Regions from separate parts of the Mus musculus genome. Here regions 2 and 3 are each linked to region 1. The links are chromatin contacts, called in public Hi-C and HiChIP or PLAC-seq maps. All regions are on one chromosome and are shown on one strand. The core of a region is the stretch at or near the end of the contact, and the rest is flanking DNA. Distances in the headings are between cores, read along the strand shown. Region 1 has its middle 16 kb from the start of Ctsd. Region 2 has its middle 31 kb from the start of Krtap5-4. Region 3 holds the start of Tnnt3 (troponin T3, skeletal, fast).

Region 1 (3,203 bases), core at 397-2,896:
GGGGCTCCTGAGACAAACTCCATGTGAATGTTATCCCAGGTATATTATAGGAGTTGACTTGCTGACCGGACTGGAGAGATGTTTATGCCTCAGACTGTATTGGTTTCTTTTCTTACAGTCTTTGCCTGGCTGTGGAGTCAGTTCAGTGCTGCCCTCTGAACAAGCTAGGAAGAGCCAAGCTCCTCACCTTTGAGGAACAATTCCTTGGCAGTTGCTGCCACACTTTAGGTGTGAGAGGAGTGTGCCTGCAGAGCCTTGAAGGAGTTTTCTCTGTATGCCTGTTTATGTATGTGCAGGCCAGAGGATTCCTCAGGGGCTATCCACCTCCTTTGAAACAGGGTCTCTCATTGGCCTGTAACTGGCCAAGGAGGTTAGGCTGGCTGGCTACTGTCCCAGGGATCCACCTATCTCTGCTTCCCTAGTATGGGAATTACAAACACACACCTGACTTTGTACAGGGTTATCTGGGATTAATTTTGGTTTTTTATTTTTTTATAATGAGCATGATCCTGATCTTTATAATTGTTAGGAAAAAATTGGCTCAGGACCTCCCAAGACCAAGTTCTCAGCACAAGGGAGGTTTATTTGCCCCAGAGGGACAGAGGGTAGGTAATAAGAGACAAAGACAGGAGATAGAGGATGAGGCAGAAGGGAAGGGAGGGAGGAGGGGCATTTGTCCTGGAGTGGAGACAAAGGGCTGCCTCTGGATAGAGAAGGGACAGATGTGGCCCATAGAAAAATGGCAGGTTATAAAGGTACAAGGGGAAACCCTGAATTAGAATGAGGTGTTTAATTTTGTTGATTAGGTGAGCCAAAGGGGGCTTCTAACTGTTGGACTTCAGTACTTTGATAGCTGGACCTTGGTAGTCAGTCTCAGGAAAAGGAAGTAGTCAGATAAAGGAATCGACCTTGGTGGCTAGCCTTAGGAATATAATCTAAAAGGTTTCTATCAAGGCAGAGAGAATTGGGAAGAAGGGCAAGGCCTACCAGAGCCACATGCTCAAGTGGGCGAGTGTCCCTTCAATAATTGTTAAAAAACAGAAGGGACTACAAGAAACCACTCCATGCTCCTGGCTAAGGTAAACCATCCAAACCACTGAGGACAGATGTTGCCCCAGTAGCTTTATGTCCATGAAGGAAGTTGACACTGTACTTAAGAATATTCCTTCAGGACTGGGAAGATGTCTTGGGATGTGAAGTGCTTGCCTCTCGAGGAACTGAGTTCGGTAGAGTGCTCACTTAGGATGCACACAGCCATGGGTTCCATCCTTGGCACCACATAAGCCGGTGTGATGGAGCACACTTGTAATCACAGCACTTGGGGAATAGAGACAGGAGGATCAGGAACTCAAGGACACCCTCAGCTACAATAAGCGTTTGAAGCCAGCCTGGGCTACATGAGATCCTTTCTTCTAACAATGAATGAATGAATGAATAAATAAATAAATAAATAAATAAATAAATAAATAAATAAAATCCCTGACCCTTTCTTTCAACCATAAGTAAGTAAGTAGGTAAATAAATAAATAAGTAAAATCCTAGGTCCCTTTAAAGAAGTTTAGGTAACTGGCTCCATGAGAGTTCCTCTCCAACTTGTACTGAGTTAGGCAAAATTGCACATCACGCTGTAGCTTTGTTTACGCTGAGTTCACAATGCTTCCTGACTTCCTCCTGGAGGTCTCTGGCTCTTGCCTGCTAATCTCCGTGTTACATCAGTGTTCGGCTGCTGTGTCACAAATGCAACCAGACATCAAAGTGCCAATCCACCCATGCTTGTTGCTACACAGTAGTCAGAAGACCAGGCTGGGCTTCAGCTGCCTGTGCTCAGGCCTAGATCATGGGGTCTACCCCCAAGATCTTGTTTGTTTGTGGGTTGAACCCAAGCCCTTGTGGTTACAAGACTGATATTATAATAGACCTAAAAACAACAAAACAAAACCAGGGTACTGTCTGGACAGAGGGCTTAGCAGTTAAGAGTGCTTACTGTGCAGAGTCCATCTCCCAGTACTCAGTCAACAAAGCAGCATGTTGTGTGCCCCAGCTCCAAGGAAGATGGAGACAGAATGACAGCTGGGCTTGTTGGCTTCCACACTAGCTGAGAAAACCTGAGCTTCAGGTTCCTGGAGAGATCATACCCTAAAGAAGTAGGTGGGGGTGACAGAGGAGTCACCGCTCTCCTCTGAGTTCTGTGTACACACACACATGCACACTCATGTACAGACATAATGTGTTACTGTGTTTTATATAAAAAGAAGAGCTGTGTATGTATATGTAAGGTAGATCACATACGCCTGTATTCCCAGCACTGGGAAGCAGAGAAAGGACAGTCATTTGTTCAAGGTCAAGGCCAACCTGGGCTACTTGATATTCGGTCTGCAGAAACTGCACTTAGAAAAAGCTTGTGAGATTAGGCCAAACCACAGATGCCTCTCCTACCTCCAACTCCTGCTTGCTTTGGGCTAATGAATAATGTGCAGTGCTTGCCTAACATGCATGAGGTCCCAGGATCCCCAGAGTCTCCAAATTAATGATTATGAGAATGAAGAAGTGAATTCTGTTCTTGCGGGAGATTCTGTGGTGCTGTGCACTGGCCAGGGGTGATAGAGAGATGAAGTCTAATCCTTCCTGACATGGAGCTGTTGTACTCCTACCATGGAGAGACAGAGCTGAAGAGTTCTCTCACTTCAGACATCCCATGATCCCCCTGTTCACCTCTACCCTACCCCACATTCCACCCCACCCAGCGATGGCGCCATCACCTTGGTTTTGCCTTATGCACATGTCCAGGAGCTGAAATCACGGTTTACTGCCTTCTTTCACTCGGCCGCATGTGTTTCCATTGACTTTCATGACTTGATACGTTATATCCATCATATGGCTTCATCAAAGGCTATTTATCTATTCACTTCATAAAATACATTTTGTTTGGTTTGGAAATATGATAATAAATAAAGAATAAAGTGGCTATCTCATTTCCATTATGACAAAATACTCCCCCCCCAAGGCAACTTGGGAAGAAAATTATTTATTTCAGTCTACAAATTCCAGGTTACATTCCATCACAGCAGAGAAGTCACAGCCTCAGGAGCTCAATAGAGTCCCATCACAATAGAGTCCCATCACAATAGAGTCCCATCACAATAGAGTCCCATCACAATAGAGTCCCATCACAATAGAGTCCCATCACAATAGAGTCCCATCAC
Region 2 (3,190 bases), core at 654-3,153, 69 kb before region 1:
GCCTAACTGCCCCACCCCACCCCCCACACCCCCACTAGCAGAGATCCAGGCCCAGGGCTGGCTGCCCCCTTCCCCCAGGCCCACGGCCACCCAGGCCCTGAGAACAAGGCCATGGTTAATCCACTTCCCAGCAGCAGATCCTCTGTCCAGCCAAGGTGGGTGGGAAAGCAGAGCTGCTTCCTCAGCCAGAGAACATTCTATACCATTCTTGCTCACGCTGTTTAATTACTCAGTGTTTTCCTTTGGGGAAGACCTGAAATTGCAGAGATCTTGGGGATTTTGGAGGAATGCGAGGCCTAATTTTGCCTAATTAGGAACCGTCTGGGCGGTGACGGTGATGCATCCCAGAGTTGGGCCTTGCAGACCCTGGGCCTCCTGGGCGGTGGGGGGCTGGGGCTGCTGACGCACATGTTTACCTGAGGTCCCAGGCCACAATCTGGTTCGCATTGGGAAATCAGGCTGTTTACAGGAGGCCGCAGCTGTCTCTCCCTCTCCTTGCCTTTCATTTTTCTGTGACATTTTGCAGGTCTCCCTGGGCCCCTTTGGGAGGGTCAGAGGCATCCTGAGAGTCTTCCAGAACCATATGGCCCCTCATGGGGACCCAAAGTTCCTGGCCAGGCCTCAGAGTGGGCAATTCGGGTGAGTGGGCTGTGGAGATATGGACAACCCAAGACATGGGACACAGGCCATGGTGGGCACAGGCCCCAAAGAAGGACCAAGTTTTGTTTCATTCTCATGTCCTCAACAGGGCCAGGGGACTCAGTAGGAACCCGAGCTCTCTGGAATATTCTAGAAGCAGAGACTGAGCATAGCCACAGGGTCTATGACTTGCTTGAATGCTGTCTAGCCGCTGGCCACAGGAGCTGAGGGCCAGATACATTCAGAGCTTCCTGTTCTCAGCAACTCTGTGATGACCTGATGACCCACCCCAGTCTTCCCCCACTGGAGGACAACGCTTCTTTCCTCCTGCTTCCTCATCAGTCCAGGGTCCTCCATTCCACTGGTGAGACTGCCTCAGGGGCTCCTGCGTCCTCTCTCCACATCAGAAGATGAACCCTCAATCCTCACATGAATTCATGTCCTTCAGTGGGGACCCTAAACAAAGATGGCTAACTATGTCTCTCCTTTTCACCTTTGCTGTCACCCTTCAGAATAGGAGTGGGAGCAGAGGTTTTGGCTGGGAAAGGCCTTCCACAAGTTGTCCTTTCTGCCATTGGGTGAAGCCCTTTCAGCCTCAGTATTTCCCGTTTGCAGGCCAGCAGTTCTGTCTCTGTCACCTGCATGTCACATCTGTCCCAGCTGGATAAAGTAGAGGAAAGGGAGAAAGCTTGAGCAAAGCTGGGATGACAGGTGGTGTCCATCATGGACACAGGGACTTGTCAGTGACAGAGGGACCACAAGGAGCAAGATGTTGCAGAAGGAATAGGGGGTAGGCAGAATGGTTTCCTTGTGGATTTAAGTGGAGTATACAGGGGGCAGGACAGGGTCCAGCAAGATCACTGAGGGGCCCAGAACAGTTGGCAATACTCCAAGAAGAAGCTGTTGCCTTCCCAGAAGTCCATGTTGATACCTGAGCCTCTGCCCTGTTTCCCTGTCAGCCTCTCCCTGCAGGGCCTGAATTACGTGAATTACCTCAGGGACTCTTTAGGGCATAGGTCATGGGGGAAAGAATAGGAGACCAGAGCACCTAGCAATCAGGCTTACAAATGGGCCAGTGAAGACCTCCACAGACCAGCCTAAACAAGCAGCACCCTTCAGGCACCCACTGCTGGGTTCTGAACTCTCACTGCTGGACCGGTGGTCCCTGCCTCAGTGCCTTCAAAGCCAGATTCTGTCCTGTCCAGACCACAGGCTCGGAGCACACAGCCACCAGGGGGCGCTCATGCACTACTCAAAGTGCTCTTGTCTAAACAGGTTCTTTGTTGAGCTCTTCCAGAAGCAGCTTCTGCAGACTCACAGGAGGGCCAGACTATGCCTAGGAAAGAGGAGGCAGCAGATGATGGAGACCCAGCTTCAGGAACCCAAGATGACAGGGAGAGGACAAATTGGCCTCTCACAGAGAGCTGGCAATTTGATCATCATGACCTCTGATTTCCAAAGCTCTCCTCCCCATCAAACTGGCTTTAAAAAGTAGACAAGATAAAGTGCCATAGACCTTCTGTGATTGCTGAAAGCCGGTAGTTGGGGAGAAGGGTGCTGGTTCTATAAGAGACTAGACGCTGGCCCACCCGTAGACTCCACTGTAGAAAGAGGTGGGTAGGATGGTCACCGTGGCCTTCTCCATGAATGCAGAGCAATGTGTGTCTTCCATCTGAGGGGCTGAGATGCTCCTGGGGTAGAATGCTGCTCCTCGTCGAGAGCACACAGACACCCTGGGTGGAGCACCCAGCTTCCTGTCTGAGCCCCTCCTAGAAGATAAGCTTCCATTTTGCTCCAGGATCCTCAGATGCAGGCGAGGTCCTGAGTCCATATCAACACCACCACTAGGTTTTTAGTGTATGTCTATCCATGCCTGTGCTCTGGCTACTGCAGGAGCCTACGGACACACCGACAGGGTCCCCTTGACCCTGATGAAATTCTACATATATAGGCACCCATGTACTTTGGCTCTTTCTAGTGTTTACCGGGCTGACCATATGGTGCTTCTCTTCTGGAATGGCCGCTGTCCTGTGCACAGGATGGGGACAAGCCCTCCACCGTTGTGGCTCTCGATGCTCTAGTTACTGTGCTTGCCTGCCAGCCAGCCAAGCTGGTCCCAGTGGCTCCCTGCCAGGTGGTCTGTGCTGTGCCTGCTTCCACGAGTCTCCATGTTTGCCAGCCAACCAGGCAGTGCCATCCGTGACCATAAGGTGCCCTGAATAAACCTGAGTCAGCCAGTTCTGCAGGACCCAAGTTCTTAAGCTTCAGGAGTCCTCCATCCATCCAACCAGAACACCACAGGATCTGAGAAATTCTGATTCGTACCCCGGTATTGATATCCTCTCTGATCCCCAGGGATATGCTAATCCCGAGTCCTGCCCTAATCCTAACTCTTGCCCTGACCTCCAGGCCTGTTCTGATCCCCAGTGGTGCCCTGATTTTGAGTCTTGCCCTTTTTCTGAGACCTGAGCTGATCCTGAGTCCTGGCCTATGGGAGATATAGAGGACAGGACCGTGTGAGGAGGGTCACCAAGACTGAGAACACATGAAC
Region 3 (3,128 bases), core at 569-3,068, 95 kb after region 1:
TCTGACCTCACTGAAAGCGTATGCCAAAGGCTTCTGAAGTGGGTAGCCACCCTCCCCTGCTGGCCATGAGGAGCCACTACAGAGATGGTAGCATAGCCATCTATAGACCTCTAAGGACCCTCATTGCTCTCAGGCAAGAGCTTCTGGATTCAGGGGTTCAACAACAATAGACTGGATAAAATCCCCCATGTCTGCTCTCCGTGTTCTTCAGCTGAGTGGTGTGCTTGGTTGGTCTCAGTAGAGCCAGATGAGAAGGGAGGCTGACCTCACCACAGAAGAGAATTAGAGTCCCTTTGGCACTAGTGTGGGACTTCATAAACTCTACATGACCCTCAAGGCCAGATTGAGCTGGGCATCCACAATATTTAGAGCTCACTGAACCCTATCTATCTAATGGTATAGATGGAGGTATAGAGGGACACATAGGTTCTGTCCAGGAAGGTTGAGCTGGCCCAACAACTCCAGGGGCCTCTAAGGGGCAGGTGCTTGGAGCAGAGGAGAGCAGGAGAGAAGCTCTGTTCTATGAGCCAGCAGGCTAGAAGACTGGCTCCACTCTCCTTCTGATCACAAGCTGGATCTTGTGTCTCTGGCATTCTATGGCCCCATCTCTAACACATAGGAGGTGGATGGTGGGTCAATCCAAACCTTCCAGAAACTCTTAAGATTTGGTGGAGATTGGCATACTGTGGGCCTCCTACTGGTCATCCTGATGTCTCTAATCTCAGGATGCAAAAGGACCAGAGCCCTGTCTGTGTCCCCTAGGGCTCACCTACCATTACTTTACACTCCACATTGGCTTTTTCCCTGAACTGAACAGATCCACAGACCCCACCAGCCACACACGACAAGCCATGGGGTCTGGGAGGGTTAAGAGAGTGAATGGCAAATGCCAGGTTGGTCTCTTGCTACTTGGTGCTTCAGTTTCCCTAGAGGCTGACCAGGCACATAAGGCCCAGAAGAGTGTCCATGGTTGGATGGTGCCCCCTGGAGTCTTGAGGAAAAAAAGGCCAGGCACATGGCGAGGTCTGCTCATGGCCAGGTCTGCTCAGCAGGGCCCACATCCCTGGACAGAGATATGACCTCCAGGTCCACTACTTAGTATGGAGCCCCCAGACCAATAACAGGCCCAAGCATTGCTCAGCCCTCCCCAGTTACTGAGGAAGATGGACAACCAGAGGCAAGGTTTAGGTGATCATTTCTCCTATTAGGTGATCATTTCATGAGACGTGTTCCAGTGATGTCCACTTGAAAAATAGGCCTGGCCTCGAAGAAGGGGCTGTGTGTGACATGGGCTAGGGACCCAGGGCTCTTCATTTGGTGGGTATCTTGAGCTGTCTCTATGCTGGAGAAGCAGGGCAGAGTTGCAGGAGGTGCCATATAGAGTTAGACACCGATCTTGAACAAAGTACCTGCTCCTACAAGCCACCTCGGGCAGAGGAACAGGGGACCAAAGAACCCAAAACCCAGGCTCTGATGACCCTTCCCCCAACAGCCTGACTCAAGAACAGCCTTGGTCTAGACCCAATCCTTTCCTCCTCTCTCCCTCAGCCCATCAAGCATGTGCCCATTGCTGAGGGGGGAGGGTAGGTAAAAATAGCAGCTGACACCTTTCTGGAACAGTTAGGGACCTTGCCTCCTCCTCCAGGCATGTCTCCTCCATCCTTGCCTCCTTGGGCCTCCTCTGGGGCATTCCTATACTTGGTCAGGGGCCTGCTTGGGCACACCCTCCCCCTTCCCATGCCCCAGCCACCCATCTGCTGGCCAATGGGCTGCCAGAGAAGATCAGATGTCACTATAACATGAAGGGGTGAGGCTGTTGGACAGTGCCTGCTGCTGGTCCTGTCCACAAGGAGCCCCCAGCCTTTCTCAGACTCAACTACAGGTGTGTATGGATGTGAACAGCCCGCGTAGGAGTGGGCAACTGTGTCTGGGCTTGGCTGCCTAGCATCTAAGGGGAGTTCAATGGGTCCTGTGCCTCTTGCTGTGTTGTATTTTGGTAACTAGAAGCATGGTGCTTGAACCTTGGGATGACATAAAAGATCTGGTTCTAAACCAGAATAGAAAAGCACAGGAAGTGAGAAGGAGTGGGGCTCCTGTGTGACTCAGGACAAAGGAGACCTCCTAAGGTAGGATCTAGGAAGAAGGGCAGAGGGTGAGATAAGGATCGAGTGAGTCAGAGGACATCATTCAGAGCTCTAAGGGCGCCTGCAGCTGCCTGCCTGGCAGCTGGCTGGAGCCCCTCTGAGACTCTGAAAGAATGACCTTAGAGAAAGAATGTGATTTCAACTCATCCTTGGAGCCCATGGGTCTGCCCTTTTGCAGATCTGGGCTTATCTCAGATCACCCTGGGAAGAAGCTCAGGGGAGAGATATCTGTGAACCCCTGGGGCAGATTCCTAAGGTTCAGGTGAAGACAAACAGGAGCCAAGCTGAACCAGGACAGAGGGAATGAAAGGAGCCTGGGCCTGAGCAGGAAGCTCATATCTGATCTTGTGGCTGGGAGACCAGGTGGCCCCTAGCCCTCCAGGCTCCCGCCTTTGTTAAGTTGCCGGGCTGGGATTCCTAACTTCCTGAGTTGAACTTTCTAGATGTCCTTGGGAATCCTTGGAGGAAACCGGACCTAGCAAGGTTGTTCAGAGCAGACTAGGCCCAAAGCAGGAAGTGATAAGGGACCCATAGCAAGTGAGTGGCAGGGCCCCCTGCCCCTTTTTGGCCTTTGTCACCTTTGAAGGAAAGGAGTTTGGCATGGATCCCCAAGGAAACTGACCTCACAGGCTATTTTTGTGAACCTTCTTCTAAGCCCAGAACCCTCTACAGAACAACTGTTTTCACTCTCTGTTGTTTATTGGTCATCTCTGTCCCATCCCTGACACCCCACCTCTGCCTCTCCCCAATTTATAGAAATGTTGAAATGGGGGTGGAGATGCACAGATATGCTCAAGTGGGCCTTCTGGACCTCTTTAGAAGACCAGGAACCTCAGTTTCTCAACCTCAAACAAGGGCATTGCTACCTCACTTTGGAAGGGTACAAGGCTGCCCTTGCTGGATGGATGCCTTTAGGAGCCAGGAGGGGAGCCAAGATGGCTAGGTTGTTCTCAGTACCCTGCCCCCCTGCCATCTTGGGTTTCA

Evidence for each region. Hi-C and Micro-C count contacts between places; a contact is called where the count stands out from the background. HiChIP or PLAC-seq counts read pairs in DNA pulled down with a chosen protein or histone mark.
Region 2: a contact with region 1 is called in a Hi-C map of bone marrow-derived macrophages, with 75 read pairs. The contact joins two enhancer-like sites. A contact is called at or near these places in 4 of 15 datasets of contacts at CTCF or cohesin (CD8 T cells, the G1E-ER4 cell line, embryonic stem cells and 1 more), 43 of 484 Hi-C or Micro-C datasets (3T3-L1-derived adipocytes, the C10 cell line, CD4 T cells and 25 more), 18 of 115 datasets of contacts at active chromatin or transcription factors (the 230-238 cell line, CD8 T cells, the HPC-7 cell line and 12 more) and 4 of 9 other capture datasets (adipose tissue, bone marrow-derived macrophages, liver and 1 more).
Region 3: a contact with region 1 is called in an H3K27ac HiChIP or PLAC-seq map of microglia, with 3 times the contacts expected there. The contact joins the promoter of Tnnt3 here to the enhancer-like site in region 1. A contact is called at or near these places in 5 of 39 promoter capture datasets (the C10 cell line, embryonic stem cells, epiblast stem cells and 1 more), 1 of 15 datasets of contacts at CTCF or cohesin (the NIH/3T3 cell line), 1 of 484 Hi-C or Micro-C datasets (nephron progenitors), 4 of 115 datasets of contacts at active chromatin or transcription factors (the HPC-7 cell line, effector CD8 T cells, embryonic stem cells and 1 more) and 3 of 9 other capture datasets (adipose tissue, liver and pancreatic islet).

The regions. Positions count from the first base shown.
Region 1 is chr7:142,402,080-142,405,282 of GRCm38.p6, forward strand. No RefSeq gene overlaps it. Among named protein-coding and RNA genes, the nearest start is that of Ctsd, 16 kb to the left of the region's middle. Within about 2 kb of position 1,647, at least 27 of the 459 cell types and tissues checked have an H3K27ac peak or open chromatin away from gene starts, as enhancers often do. A contact at or near this core is called in the HPC-7 cell line, adipose tissue, bone marrow-derived macrophages and 2 more, where this site is marked.
Region 2 is chr7:142,332,573-142,335,762 of GRCm38.p6, forward strand. It overlaps a transcript of Ifitm10 not described here. Among named protein-coding and RNA genes, the nearest start is that of Krtap5-4, 31 kb to the left of the region's middle. Within about 2 kb of position 1,904, at least 32 of the 459 cell types and tissues checked have an H3K27ac peak or open chromatin away from gene starts, as enhancers often do. A contact at or near this core is called in bone marrow-derived macrophages and double positive thymocytes, where this site is marked.
Region 3 is chr7:142,497,018-142,500,145 of GRCm38.p6, forward strand. Tnnt3 (troponin T3, skeletal, fast) reads left to right here and starts at 1,819. Exons shown (of 18, transcript NM_001163664.1): 1 at 1,819-1,882. All of the region lies in intron 1 of Prr33 (proline rich 33), which reads right to left.